Regions from separate parts of the Sus scrofa genome. Here region 2 is linked to region 1. A link is a contact called in public HiChIP or PLAC-seq data. All regions are on one chromosome and are shown on one strand. The core of a region is the stretch at or near the end of the contact, and the rest is flanking DNA. Distances in the headings are between cores, read along the strand shown.

Evidence for each region. HiChIP or PLAC-seq counts read pairs in DNA pulled down with a chosen protein or histone mark.
Region 2: an H3K27ac HiChIP or PLAC-seq map of skeletal muscle shows a contact between it and region 1. The contact joins the enhancer-like site here to the promoter of VEZF1 in region 1. A contact is called at or near these places in 10 of 47 Hi-C or Micro-C datasets (adipocytes, alveolar macrophages, embryonic fibroblasts and 4 more) and 2 of 2 datasets of contacts at active chromatin or transcription factors (alveolar macrophages and skeletal muscle).

The regions. Positions count from the first base shown.
Region 1 is chr12:34,261,818-34,266,364 of Sscrofa11.1, forward strand. VEZF1 (vascular endothelial zinc finger 1) reads right to left here and starts at 1,989. Exons shown (of 6, transcript XM_021067259.1): 1 at 1,654-1,989. The coding sequence starts at 1,710.
Region 2 is chr12:34,182,916-34,187,462 of Sscrofa11.1, forward strand. No RefSeq gene overlaps it. Among named protein-coding and RNA genes, the nearest start is that of CUEDC1, 17 kb to the left of the region's middle. Within about 2 kb of position 2,271, at least 38 of the 83 cell types and tissues checked have an H3K27ac peak or open chromatin away from gene starts, as enhancers often do. A contact at or near this core is called in embryonic fibroblasts and skeletal muscle, where this site is marked.

The sequences.
Region 1 (4,547 bases), core at 739-3,238:
TCTCCACCTAAAGTGGGCGGGCAAGAGGATGGCCAACGTATCGGCCACAATCACCTTCAAGTTTCTTGCAAAAAGTGAAGACCAACACCCCACGAATGACTCATCCTGGGGGCTTTGTAAGCGGACTTTGTTTGCTCTCTCCACTTGCCGTCTCCCCCACTTGGTGGGAGGAAACGTTCAAGGTGGGACGAGAGAGAAACGCACCCCGGGAGAAGGTGGGGCCTCCCGGAGTCCCGGCCCCCCCCCGCACCGCCCCCCCTCCCCGCGCCCGGCCGGGGGATTCCCCGGGCTGAATGAGCCGGCGGGAGAGCTGGACAGAGGGAGAGGGTGTCAGCTGCCAAGGCTCGGCAGGGGCTTGGGAAAGAAAAGACGTAAAGCCAGTGAAAAAGTTTGGGGAAGGGACACACATTCGCGGCGCCCCCCAAATGGTGTAAACACGAGGGGGGGGCGGCGGGAAGAGGGAGTGGCGGGGAGCCCAGGGATACCCGCTATTCACGGGGATGGGGGGGTGTCAGAAAGTCAACACACACGCACAAAAAGAGGAGAAGGAGGTGAAAAGAACGGAGAGTGAGTGGAAGATGGATGAAGTGGGGGGGGACTGAGTAGGACGTGGGGACCCCCCTCACCCCACGGTGCGGGCCCGGGCCCGGCGCGCCGTGGCCGAGTGGACCGCGCTATCCAGCGGCCCGGCGCCCTCCTTTCTCTGGGCCGCGAGTGGTGACAGCGACCGGCCTCCTCCCTTCCCCTTCAGGGCGGGAGGAAAGGGTGTGTGCGTGTGTGTGCTGGGGGGGCCCGGGGTTCACCCCGAGGCCTGCTCTCTTCCCCGCACCCCGTGAGGCCGCCTCCTTTCACCTCAGCAGCCCCGCTCCGCCGGGGCGGGCGGGCGGAAAAACAAAGGGGGATTAAGGCCGGGCCGGAGAGCGGAGCCGGGAGGGAGGGGAGGAGGAGCGCCCGTCCGCCAGCCCGGGGCCCGGCCCCCCTGTCCCCCCGTGCCCCCCCGGGGGGGCCCCAGTACCTGGAACAGGAACGCGGTCCAGTTGGCCTCCATGGCTGCGGCGGCCGACCCCCCTCCTCCCCACTCCCCCCGCTCGGGGAGCCTCCTCAGCCGGAGGAGGCGACAACAAAGCGGCGGCGGCGGCGGCGGCGGCAGCGGCAGCGGCGGCTCCTCAACATGGCAGCGCCGAGCGCGGCCACTTCCGGTAACCTCCGGGACGCACCACCGCCGCGGCGAGCGCGGGCGGGGGGGAGCCCCGACCCGGCCGCCGCCGCCCCCAGCGGCCCGGACCCCTCCCGGGCGTTCCCGCGGCCGGCTCGCCGTCTCGGAGCTCAGCCAGGGCCCGCCGGCGGTGGGGTCAGGGCCCCCGCGGGGGGGCTGGGGTGGGGCGGGGGGCGGGGATGGGGCGCGGCGTCCCCCCCGCGGGGGTGTGTGGTGCTGCGGTCCGTGGCTCAGGCAGCTGGAACAGGGGGAGCTCAGGAGAGAAGATGGAGGACGCCAGGGTCTGGCGCTGGCTCGCTGGGGAAGGCTGGGCCGGCTCTCGTGACTCAAACCCGATGCCCAGCAGCATCGCTTCCCTATCAGACCCTCAGGGGAAGGCACAGACGGCGGCGGTCACCTGGCTCGTCAGGCCCTTTTTTGCGCAGCACAGCCCCTACCTCCAAACTGGGGGAAGCCCCTTCGACTTGGAGAGTCTCTCCACTCTGGTATTTCATCTCAGCGAAACCTTCCGCACTCTTGCTAGGATACGCATCTAACTCTGAGTGGCCTTCCAACTCAAGCAGGGAATCCCACTGGGGTGCAGCCACAGATCTTCCCTGGGCGGAGGGAGACACTTCCCACGCGTAGAGGTGTCATTGCTGGGTTATTCTTGGGTGAAGGGCTGAGCGTCCCCATCTTCCCTTTAACTCCAGATATGATGTGAAATTCTACCAAACACCCCCTCTCCCGCCAAAAAAAAATTTTTTTTTCTTAAAGTATAGGCAAATTATTTCAGTCTTTTAGTACAGTCCGCGCCCTCACCCCCCAAAACAAAAATCGAACTTCTGGTTGGACAGCGTCAGATGTCACTGAGGTGACCCTAGCCTGTTTGCAGTTCCAAGTCTTCCGTGTAGGCGTCACTGCTACTGGAACTTTGTATGATGATGCCCTGAACATTTTCTATCCATTCCTCACATAGAGGTAGCTACTGGGAATATTAGAAACAAGCTATTATTATACAAGTGCCTCCAGTCCAAGAAGTCTCCTGTGGCGGGAAATGAGGGGGCAGACTATCAATGATATTTTTATTAACTCTGGTTTTAAAAAATCCTTCAGATGGTCACATTATTTCAAGGCTTCAACATCTTTCGTAACTGACTCTTATCTCATCCGCTCCATTTATTCCTCTTAAGTCACATTCTAATCGAGGTCACCATCTCTGACTTCCCCCATACAGACACAATAAAAATAATACGGTGGCAGAATTCTATTGGTAAAAGAGACTGAGGAGGTATAGTAATTTGCCAGTCTGTGTTTCCTTTCCATCCACTACACACGTATACCCCTTTCCCTCAGTCACCAGAATGCAGGGGGTGGGGGCTGCAAAACATTGGTCTGGTTCCTTTTAGAGGCGATTCTCTATTGGACACTGCCAGGAGGCCTGGGGGATGAATGAGAAGCTCTGCAGTGTTTGGATCAGTGGCAGAAGCAGGTGACTTGGTCAGCCTCAGACGGGGGTGGGGTGGGGTGGGGGGGCAGAAAATGAATAAATAGTTTCCTGATTATATTCCTTAGCTAAGCTGCTACAGTGGCCCCTAAGTCTCCTACAAATGTCCATTAGTCACTTTTGGAAAGAGAAATAAAATGCCTAAGTTTATATGTATATAAGATAAGGAGAGAACTAAGATGTAAACTTAAGGAGTTAACTAGGTAAGCGAAAACCTTTTTGCTCTGACCTTAGACACTGCATATTCTTTTGTTTTCATTCAGTAAATGCAAGTCTCTGCTTCTTCCCTGTCTTTCTTAACATGTTCACTTCAAGGTCTCAGTACTACATCTCCTCAGTTTTTCTCTTCCCCTGTATAGCCTCTCCTACTTTGCTGCCTTTCAAACTGGTGAGAGTGAAGCTTCAGGATCATGAAAACTAGTACTGAATGAAGACCATTTTTCTAATGACGATATTGCTGGACTCTCTTGAACATCTTTTCCCAGGATCTAGAAAACCCTTCTCTAGTGAGCCTTCTCACAGTACCTCTGGAGAGGGTTTTCCTCACTACCATAAAGTAGATGTCCAGTGAAAAACGGTCCAGTTCTCATTGTTGAAGAGCTGGGATTCAGAAGTATCACTTTTTTTGAAGCAAATGGCTTTGTTTTTTTTTGGCTGTGCCCACAGCATGTGGAAGTTCCCAGGCCAGGAATCGAACCTGCACCGAAGGTGACAACGCCAGATCCTTAACCGGCTGCACCACAAAAGAACTCTGTGTAAACGGCTAATTTTTCTTTCTAACCATGAGATGAAACCAGAGTTCCTGATTGCTCCCCAAACCCTCCTTTAAAGAGAAAAATTAACGACCTTTTAAATTCAGATGAAATGTTAAATCTTGGGATATTTTTCTCTGGAAAAAGTTTGGAAAAGAGTACTCAAAAACCTTCAGCTCCAACTGTTTTGAGGAATGTAATGAAACTAAGATCAAAGACTCCATCCTTAGGACAGACAAAATCTTTAACCACAAACAAAACTCCTCCTCCTCAAGCAGGCTTCCACAGATTGTACTAAGGTCCATCAAAACACTAGCAATGTCGAAAGACAATAAATTCATCTTGATTATTGTAAAGAAAAAAAAAAAAACTTTCAGTGGTGTCACCTCCAGATAGGATGAATAAACCGAAATGTCTGGTAACTAAGCCAAAAAACACAAGTGCTACATCCACCCAAATAAAATTCACATTCCCTCCTCACCCTGTCCTTCTATCCATCTCTCCTACTCCGATGTGTATAACCTGTCACTTTATCTTCAGGGCCCCAGTTTCCTCATCTGGAAAATGAGGACAAGATAAATACCTAACTCACAGAGGTGTCTTATGGATTAAATGAGAAATGTATACAAAAAGCTAGACCATTTTCCTGGATTATAACAGGTGCTAAGTAAATATTTTTATTGGTGCTATTGAGTGGTTCTAGATTAACTTTTGGGCTGGGACCTCTATGTAAGAGCTCTGAGCCACCTCCTCTTACTTTCTCTCAAACTAACAGGTTTTTTCCCCATGCCCCATGCCTCTCTCCTTCAAAGAGCCCTAAGGGGAATAGCCAAAAGGCTAATGACACATGACAAAAGAAGAGACCTATTAAGATCAGCTTTTCTCAAGACAACTTTTAGCAAATGCTAAAAGGCAACAGGATATTTCCTTCCCATTTTGGAAAGGATTTTAAAATCCTGTGGGTACATTAAGGATTAAGATTAGATTCACCAGCCTAGGAATAGAAACTCTGCTATTGTCAATTACCTTTTCCAGGTAAGACTGCCCAACAAACCAAAACCAAGTCAAATTCAAAACTTTTTGTAGAGACCAT
Region 2 (4,547 bases), core at 1,021-3,520, 79 kb before region 1:
TCAGCTAGTGCTCAAGCAATGCTTGAGGTGGCAAACCTGTGACTGACTGATCCTTCAAGGCTTATGAACCCTTGACAGAGGCGCCGTGGGGGTGATCAGACCCACCGCCCAGAGACACGGAGCGAATCTGGATTCCTGCAACCTTTGGGCGAGGGAACCTGCGTGCATGTGCAAAATATCCAGAGGTGTGCGTGTGTAAAATAAACAGAGGCAAGAGGGACAGGAAAGGCAGGAGTGAAAACCCAGCTTCCACAGTGGGAAACATCTGTGAATTGTAGCCAAGGTCTGCTGATCCCAGTCATTTAAAAACCCCAAAATAGATCATTCTCTCACTCGGAACATGCTGACTGCCCCAAATGACTGTGTTTTACATGTGCCGGCACTTGACTGTTTCCAGGGCTGGGGGCAAGTCCCACAAGCCCCTTCCATTCAGCCAGGCTCTAGGATGGCAGGTGCCCGAAAGCAGGGGCTCACCTGGCCCCGTGCTGGGCATTTTACCTCCGTGGAATCCTGGCAAGAGGCAGGAGGGGTTACCTTGCAGGTGAGGCAACTGAGGCACAGAGGAGTTAAATAACCCACCTGCGGTGTCTCAGCCAGGAATGGTGGAGTCAGGATCGTACCCCAAAGCCCACACTCCCAACCACTCACCGCACTGTCACCCCACTTACAATGGGGAGCCTCTGACCTTTGCCTTGGGCAAAGTGGGAAGCTGAGGCTCCAGAAGGGTTGGGAACGTGGGGCCACCCTGGAGCAGAAGTGGCTTCGTGGAGCAGGGAGAGAGAAAAGAAGGGGGCATGCCCCAGGTGACAGCTGAGCCACCTGCCTTCTCTGCCACCAGGGTCCCAGGGCCAGCGGGCTGCAGGCCCCCAGCAGGGCCTCCAAGTCCACCGTCTGGGCTCTTCAGGTGGTGTTTGCATCCCAACCACACCGCTGCAGCCGCCGCCGCCCACAGGGCAGCAGCTGAGTGAGTTAGGCCAGGCAAGAGGAAGTGGCCACACTTGAAAATCATTAACATGCAGGGCCTTTGTTCTTGAGCAAGGACTGTAGCATTTCACTTTCAGGAAGGAGCTGGGAGGGTGGGGCAGGCTCAGCCTTGCACAACCCCAAGCACAGGCTCAGACACACAGAGGGCCCACGTGGAAGTCAGCTTGGACGGCCCCCTGCAGAAAAGGATGAGCAGACCCACGGCCAGGTCCACACAGAGAGCACAGGCCAACTCATGCCCTCTGCTTTTTAAATCAGCGAGGCCTTCCAGCGGGGGGTAAATCGGGGGCTCTGTGGCCCACAGGGAAGCCAGGCAAAGGGAGGCGACAGAGAGGCTGCAGATGGAAGGGTGAGCAGAGGGACAGTTCCCCCCTTAATCTGGATGGGAGGGGCTGCCCCAGCCCCGGGAGACCGCCTCCCTTGCCCGCCCCTCCAAACAGCATCCCTCCTCCAACCAGGCAGGTGTCACGAGTCTCCCAGGTGCCAGGAAAGCACAGCAAAGCCCCACCCCCACCCCCCCCACTGAGGCCCCCCTCCAGCAGTGAGGGTCTAGGTAAACTCTGGGGCTGCAGCTCTTCCCTGAAAGAGTCCCTGCCTCCCTGTCCCTTTCCCAGCGAAGTGAATTCGTTCATTCTGGAAACTAGAGGAGGAGTGGAGTTGAGAGGACATGAAGGAAGACAAGTCGGTCGACAGAAGAAATCTGTCCTTAAACATGGAACACAAACAAGAAAAAGTCGGCTCCGTGCGAGACCCAGAGTCCTTGGAACAGTCTAGACCCCAGGGACCGGACCCCCAGCTCCCCTCCCCACCTCGCAGGGGTAGTCAGAGGCTAAGGTCTCACCTGGCTCCCCTCCTGCCCCTCGTTAGAGCTTAACCTCCAGGCCTTTAAGGAAGTTGATAGAAAGGAGACCCTTGTCCTTTGTCAATTAGAAAGTGAACAGCCCTCTGGGGAGACGGCCCTCCTCCAGGGCCCCTGTCACACTCTCGGGCAAGCCCCTGTGCCTTCTGGGGGTGGCAGTGAGCAGTGGAAAAGAAGGGAAGGAATGGACCTGTTTTGGGGAGCTGCCTGCTCCCTGAGCTGTGCGCTGCCACCCGTGGGGCAGGGATGGGCCACCCACCCCGTCCAGCTCACCCCCCTCAAAGCCTCTCTGTTTGCAAAGGGCTTGCGGGGACAGGAAGCAATAAACAGAGTCAAGCGGCCAAGATGCAGGGGCCGATTATGCAGTTTATGGATTTTCCAGGCCTCTTTGTACTCTCCCACCAGCTGCCTGGGGCTCTGCAGAAAAAGGTGCTGGCAAAAGGCAGGCTGGTCCTTGGCTTGAAAGGTGGCCTTTTGCCAGGGCTAAGCTGGGTCTTTCCAAGTGTGTGAGGGTTCGGCACGCCTTGATGCCCCCCCAGGCTTCTTCTCAGAGCCCCAAAGAGAAACCCGCCTGCCCTGTGCTGCTAGAGCCCGGGACACACACACACACACCACACACACACACACACACGCACGCACGCACACGCATGCTGCTCATGGCTCTGCCCAGCTCTCAGTGACTTCTCCACTTCAGAGGAAGCTGACTCCCAGGAATTCCCGGAGGGGAGGGTGTGCCCGGCCAGGCTGCAGCTGGATAAGGCCAGGTGGGTGGCCCTCCTTCCCAGAGCAGCTCACGGCTCAGCTGCCCCAGTGTGCAGAGCAACTTGGGAAAAGCCCAGACTAATGGAGAAGATGGTTCTGGGCAGCATGGCCTGCCCAGTGCCAAGGCCAGTTTGCATGTCCCTCACCATGGCTCCGCTCTGGTGAGCCGGTGGCCCCCGTTTGCAAAGCTGTCCGTGCAGAGGGTTTGGGACTGACACCCAACCCAAGGTGTGTCCAGGGGATGGAGAAGCGAGGCACACAGCAGAGACTTTCAGGTACAACATGGAATGACATGAAAAAAACCAAGCGGCGGGGCCAGGTGGCTCCTACAAAGTATCTTAAAGTATCGGCGTGCATGGTCGTGTATTTGAACATGCACAGAGGAGTTCCCGGTGTGGCTCAGGGGTTAAGGAATCCCACTAGGAACCATGAGGTTGACAGCAGAACTTCAGATATCTGCACATCAATGTTCATAGAACATTATTCATGATAGCCTGAAGGGGTCCATCACCAAATGAATGGATGAACAAAATGTAGTCTATACCTATGGAACCACAGAATATTACTCAGCCATAAAAAGGAATGAAATTCTTTTTTTTTTTTTTTTTTTTTGTCTTTTTGCCATTTCTTGGGCCGCTCCCGCAGCATATGGAGGTTCCCAGGCTAGGGGTCGAATCGGAGCTATAGCTGCCGGCCTACACCACAGCCACAGCCACGAGGGATCCGGGCCGCGTCTGCGACCTACACCACAGCTCACGGCAACACCGGATCCTTAACCCACTGGGCAGAGCCAGGGATCGAACCTGCAACCTCATGGTTCCTAGTTGGATTCGTTAACCACTGAGCCATGACAGGAACTCCAAAAAGGAATGAAATTCTAATCCATGCTACCACATGGATGAACCCTGAAAACATGCTCAGTGATATAAGCCAGATACAAACAGGCAAAGACTCTATGATTCCACTTTGATAAGGCACCTAGAAGAGGCAAATTCCTAGAGTTTGAATTAGCACAGAGTTTCCCCAGGGGCTGAGGGAATTGGGGAGTGGAGAGTCACTATGTAACGAGCAGAGAGTTTCTGTTTGGATGATGAATAAGTTCTGAAAATGGATAGTGGTGATGATTGTAGCAAACTTAATGCCACTGAATTGCCACTTAAAAATAGTTAAAGTGGTTAAAAGGAGTTCCCATCATGGCTCAGGGGTTAATGAATCGACTAGGAACCAGGAGGTTGCAGGTTCGATCCCTGGCTTGCCCAGTGGGTTAAGGATCCGGTTTGCCGGACTGTGGTGTAGTCACAGACCATGGCCGGATCCCGCGTTGCTGTGGCTGTGGTGTAGGCCGGTGGCTACAGCTCCGATTAGACCCCTAGCCTGGTAACCTCCATATGCCGCAGGTGTGCCCTAGAAAAGAAAAAAAGACAAAAAATAATAAAATAAAATAAAATGGTTAAAAAATTTTTTTTAATTTACTGCTATGGCTGTATCTGCAGCATATGGAAGTTCCCAGGCTAGGGGTCGAAACTACAGACACAGCTGTGGCCTACAACACAGTCTGTGACAACGCTGGATCCTTAACCCACTGATCAAGGCCAGGGATTGAACCCACATCCTCACAGATATCATGTCAGGCTCTTAACTCTCTGAGCCACAACGGGAGCTCCTACAATGGTAACTTTTATGTTATGTATGTTTTGCCACAATGAAAATAAATAAATAAAAGCATAAATCAGGCAGGATGAGGCTGCGGGTTGTAAAAGAGACAGCAAATCACTGGGCAGAAGGGGGCACTGCTTGGGCTATTCAGAGCGAGGGCCACCAGTACACAGGAAATCCTGCCTGCACAGAGGGGCTCTGTCCCCATCTGCACGGAGTGGGCCAGGAGACAATGACAGCCCTGTTGATGAGGACTGCTCACATGCTCTGAGAGTCACACATGCCA